Linked DNA regions of Macaca mulatta: region 1 is linked to region 2. The links are chromatin contacts, called in public Hi-C maps. All regions are on one chromosome and are shown on one strand. Each heading gives the region's core, a stretch centred on a gene start, on an enhancer-like site or on the middle of the called end of the contact. The rest is flanking DNA. Distances are from core to core; before and after follow the strand shown. Region 1 holds the start of SMARCAL1 (SWI/SNF related, matrix associated, actin dependent regulator of chromatin, subfamily a like 1). Region 2 holds the start of XRCC5 (X-ray repair cross complementing 5).

What was found. A called contact is a pair of places that touch in the nucleus more often than the background predicts.
Region 1: a contact with region 2 is called in a Hi-C map of liver, with 4 times the contacts expected there. The contact joins the promoter of SMARCAL1 here to the promoter of XRCC5 in region 2. A contact is called at or near these places in 2 of 14 Hi-C or Micro-C datasets (blood and liver).

Annotation. Positions count from the first base shown.
Region 1 is chr12:121,615,800-121,618,655 of T2T-MMU8v2.0, forward strand. It overlaps SMARCAL1 (SWI/SNF related, matrix associated, actin dependent regulator of chromatin, subfamily a like 1), which reads left to right and starts at 1,569. Exons shown (of 18, transcript XM_077957521.1): 1 at 1,569-1,837.
Region 2 is chr12:121,317,239-121,319,941 of T2T-MMU8v2.0, forward strand. It overlaps XRCC5 (X-ray repair cross complementing 5), which reads left to right and starts at 1,338. Exons shown (of 21, transcript NM_001257366.1): 1 at 1,338-1,486. The coding sequence starts at 1,466.

The DNA.
Region 1 (2,856 bases), core at 319-2,818, 300 kb after region 2:
ACTAAGCACTTCCCCTCATAATGCCCTGCTTTGATTCTAATAACAAGGGGATTTACCAAGGTGGTATTGTTTTCTACATTTACTTTACAGATGAGAAAATGGAGGCCCAGTCACTGGGTATGTCAGGTCAAAAAAAAGGCAGAGCTGAGATTTGAATACTTTCTACTACTAAACCTCACACAAATCCCCTAAGACAGGCAATGTCTTTGTTATTTAAGAAAAATGGGCCAGGCGCAATGGCTCACACCTGTAATCCCAGCACTTTGGGAGACCAAGGCAGGTGGATCACTTGAGGTCAGGAGTTCGAAATCAGCCTGGCCAACATGGTGAAACTCTGTCTCTACTAAAAATACAAAAATTAACCAGGCATGGTGGCGTGCACCCATAATCCCAGCTATTTGGGAGGCTGAGGCAGGAGAATCATTTGAACCCAGGAGGCGGAGGCTGCAGTGAGCCAAGATCACACCACTGCACTCAGTCTGGGCAACAGAATGAGACTCTGTCAAAAAGAAAAAAAAAAGCAAGGAAGGAAGGAGGAAGGAAGATTATTTATTGCTTCAAAAGTCACACAAGTTCTACATTATTATTTTAGAAAATTCAAATCATTCTGAAAAATAGAGATTAAAAAGCTGAAAACTGTATTCCATGCCACTCTGCTCCTGGACAGTTTGGTGAGTTTTCAAATTTCCTTCCCAGACCTTTATGAGTTTACATACATGTATAGGTGAGGATTAAAAAAACAAACAAACAAAAAAAGAATCAAACTACACACATTGCTGTGCTTCCTTTTTCTTAGCATGTCTTGTCCATTTTTTTCCAAATCCTTTAGTAGACATGTTTGTTTTTAAATAAGCCATGTTTGAAAATAGAACAATAGCAACATTGATATGCACACTGATGATAAAGAAATATTATATTTATCACCAATGGTACTCAGGATAGCTCAGGATGTTGGTGCTCAGGATGGGGTAAAATGACTCAAGTCTCATGACTCATCTTCTCTCAAGAGGAGGGACTATGGAATCAGAATCACAAGCTAGCTTAATAAAGCCTTGAGAAATATTATCAACTAGCTGTCTCAATTTCCCCCTCTGTAAAATGGGGACAAGAATGTGTTCCATAGGGTGTTGTGCGGTTAAATGAGGTGACTCATATTTATGCTAAACGCAGTGACTGATGACTGCAATGATGACGACGATGGCAGGCGGGCGCAGCGGGTAGGGCTTAAATTGCAAGTGTAGCAACACCAGTAATGGATGCCCCGGGGAGATACTTTTTATTAAGAGCTGCCAAGTTAGTATGGCTGTCTGGGATGCCCTCTGGAGACACGAGACTCCGGATTTGGGAACCTCAATGTCCCAGGCTTTCAGGACCTGGCGTTTGGCTAAACCTCTGGAGAACTACAACTTCCAGGGTGCACCACTTTCTCGCCGCCCGTGACGTTGCAGCTCCCGTTTCTCGCCAGGCTCCCGTCCCGAACTACAAGTCCCAGAAGACCCTGCAGCCCCGCTCGCGTTCTCGTCTTACTTTTGGAAGCGAAACTGAGGCCGCGTTGCCTGCTGGGAAGTGTAGTTCAGCGGTAGCCGAGCCCTTCAGACCTGGCCGCTACAATAAGGCGGGTGAACTCGCAGCGCTTGAATACCCAGGGCCTAACCGTCCACTCGGAAGACTGGCCCCTCTCGGGAGGCTCTGGAGTCGCGCCTGGGGTCAGGGCCGGGGGCTAATGCGGCTCGCGTTCTGGGCCTCCCTGGGTGAGAAAGTGGTAGACTGGCAGGAAGGCGGCGGAGGCGGACGAGACCAATGCCAGCCTGGAGGAGGAAGTGGGCCAGTGGGAAGGGTGAATCCAAGTGGAGATCGTAGGGGTGGGAGTGGGGCGTGGCGCCCGCTTACCTTGAGGCCGGGTGAGGCGCGCCCCGAAATGCCGGGGAGGTAGAGGTCCCTGCCTAGAGAGGAAGAGGGGCGCCCATGTGGCGGGATGGATTTATGGTTTGGGGCTGATCAGTGGGTCTTATGGCCTCATCTCCCTGGTTAATGGAGACAGCTCACCAGGCCTGGGATTTGGGGAGTTTGGAGGTGCAGGAGATCCCTGGTTGGAAACTTAGGCAGTAGTGTGTTACCCAGCGAGACTGAGGGCTTCTGCTGTGCACCTCCAAAACCTTTCCCTAACCTCTTCACCCCTTCCTAACTGCTAATGGTTGAAGAAGGTGGAAGTTCTCTGGGGATAGATACTTCGTGGTGGGGGAGTGGGGAGAGGGGTTGGGTTCTGGCCAAAGGGAGCTCCAGCAGGGAAGGAAGCCTTTGAACCCTATAGCTGCTCAGAGGCCTAAGCAGTGCTACTGGAGTACCCCTACATCGTCATTCTAACCATTACACAGCATTACATTAGATGCAGGCTATTTAGTCTGAACCAAGCCAGACAAATTGGTGTCCTGCCCCCTGCTTCTAAAATACTGTAAAAATGTCTCAGCTCATAGGAAAATAAATATTCCGGGTAAATTCACGGAAAAAAATAATCATGATGCAATATGGAATGTTTACAATGTTACTACTTTATAATAAATTCTTATGTCTCCTAAATATGTGCCATATGGTTATGGATGAAAAAAAAATCCGAACTATATACTCTAAATTATTAATTTCAACTCTGGTTATTGATGGCCGGTAAGATTACAGATTAATTTTATTCTTTTTTTGTTTACATCTTTACGTAGCATCTTAATTTGCACAGTAAACACATAATTTTTTTTCTGCCCCTTATTTTCCCAGGAGAGTTAGTCAGTTGTCCCATGTGTTGTGTTCTGGAAATCAGATACTAAGGCCAGCTGCTGTGGCTTGCACTGAGCCACAGGCAGACTG
Region 2 (2,703 bases), core at 88-2,587:
AGCTGACAACCTCGCAGATCTTCACCGCCCCTTCTGCTGAGCTGATCTTTCTCTCAGGAATCTTACCCGCAGGGAAGGGCGAGTGTCCGTGCCTGCCTGCCTGCCGCAGCCCGCGTAAAGCTGAGCGGCCAGGGCACTGCTGTTCCTTAAAAGTATTATTCAAAATAATTATTTCAGCTTTTAAATAACTCCTTGAGTTTGAATCAAAAGCTGAAGAGCCGGGGCTCTATGTGCACGTCTGAAAATGTCTTACTCTACATCCTAGAGGTTTCAATGTATTTATAATTTTGGCTCATGGATTCTCCACATCTTTTCAGCTTCGATTCTTGCTTTTCCCAGAAACAATTTTCAAGCAGGAGAGAATATTTATTGGACTTGATTTTCTCAGTTTGGGCAGAGGTTTGCAGACACTGCAGGTTGCCAGACCCTTCGTCCAGCCACCTGTCAGCCGGGGGTCATTTGGTAGAGAAAGCAGTCATTTCTATGCAAGTTACTGCTCGGGCCTGCCTCCCTCAAAGGGTTAGGGGCTGCGGGCTGGACAGAGGGCTCGTAGTCAAGTAAAGCACTGTGATGACAGCTGCTATTTCTATAATATCTCCCTAGACTTGTCTCCTAAATTAAACCTCGACTCCTCCCTTCCAAGTTGCAGCCACTGATAACTACTGACAGAGCCTTAGCAGATAACGTCTCATGCCTCCAGGCGTTCGTGCATCCCATTTTCTCTGGAAGAATTTCCTTTTTACTTTTGTGCTCATGGGGAAGTCCTACTCTTCCTGAGTAGGTTCTAAGTTTATCACATCGGTGAAATGTTTCATTATCACACATTTTAGAAGAAATTTTTCTGCATTCATACTCAAGAAAATGTAACTCCAAAATAACCAAAAATAAAATAAAAAGTAGAAAAAAATCCACAAATGATAAGAGAACAAAAAATAAAAAGTTAAAAAAAATGAAAAAATGAAATTAAAAAAAGATTTTTTAAAAAAGTAAAAAAAAAGAAAAGAAAATCTAACTTCACAGCTCTGACACAAAATGCCGTAGGTGTTTTTCTCAATGAGCGAAAAGGGAAGTGAATCTTTAAGTGATTAAGCGAATCGTTCAGTAAATTTGTCGTACTAGCGTTTCAAGACGCTCAAGGACCACAGGCTCCCGAGTAGGGTGTAATGGAGGGAATCTGCGCATGCTCGGCGGGAATCGGCGCATACTCGGCGGGAATCTGCGCATGCTCGGCGGGAATCTGCGCATGCTCGGCGGGAATCTGCGCAAGCTCGGCGGGAGTCTGCGCAAGCTCGGCAGGAGTCTGCGCATGCTCAGAGCTGCGGGGCACGGTTTCCCCGCCCCTTTCAGGCCTAGCAGGAAGCGAAGCGGTTCTTCCCGCTATCTGCCGCTAGTCCACCGGAAGCGAGTTGCGAGACGGCAGGTTCCCGCCCGGAAGAAGCGACCAAAGCGCCTGAGGACCGGCAACATGGTGCGGTCGGGGAATAAGGTATAAAGAAAGCCATGGGCTTGGGCCTTACCCTTGCGGGGGGATCCGGAGAGGGTGGTTCGGAAGCGGGAATCGTGGGATCACGGCCATGCCAAAGAATGGGGCAAGAGAAGATCGTGGTGGTGGGCTCAGTCAGGAGGGCCGGGACCGAGGGATGCGCTATGAGAAAAGCTGGGGATTTCGGGTTCCAAGACCTGAATTTGAGCCTCGCTGACTCCATATTTTCCACTACCCACCCATCCCATCCCTTTTCTCCCTCTCTATCTGCTCTTTGTCTCACCTCCCTCCCCACCCGCCTCCCCCTCTCTCCCTTTATCCCATTCCACTCCTTAACCCCACTTCCTCTATTACTTCGGAGCCTGGGTTCTTAAGATCTTTATGAGAGTGAAAATTAGCTGTGATAAAGCAACTACCCACAGGGCTTGTTGTAAAACTTAAGGACTATCTGTGACTAAAATAACTTAAAATGCAAAGTGTCGTATTATTACCTTTATAATAACGTAATATCCCGCATTTATTGAAAGCCTACTCTGTGAGGGACGGATGTAAACCTTTTATTCCTATCTCATTTAATCTTCACAGCCCCTTGAAGTGAAAACTACCCCCATTTTGCAAGTGGGAAAACCGAGGAATAAAGAACTGTGGGCTTTTCGTGGTGAAATCCGGATTTGAATCCAAGCAGTCTGGTTTCAGGGCCCTGGAGAACCCCTGTGTTGCTAGAAATCTATGACCGTTGGTGTCCCAGATCAATAACAGAAATTACAATGAATTTTAAAGTGATTTTTTTTTTTCAACATAAAAGGGTGGTAGTTGTCTCCGAAGGGTCACTAGAGGGAGATGTGGTTCCAGGGATTAATGAATTCATTCACTACAGATAAACAAGAAACGAGTTTGAGCACTCGTCATTGAGAAATGTTGATTAAAACGATCATGAGCTTTTAATAATGCCACTCACCTCCTTTGTTCCTCCTCTTTCAGCTCCTGAAAACTTTGTAGCTCTAGTGGAGGAGCTGTTTGTGGCAGATGGACTGGAAGTAAAATTCTAACAGCTTGTATTGCTTTGGTATAGAAATGAAGAGTTGCTATGCTGCCCAGTTTCTTTTTCTCAGTTTTCTTACTGCTGCCAGATAGGAACTCGGATATATAGACCACTCTGCTTCCAGACAAGAAGTTCTATATTTGAAAACCTTTGATGGCATTTTCTGCATACCTAATTC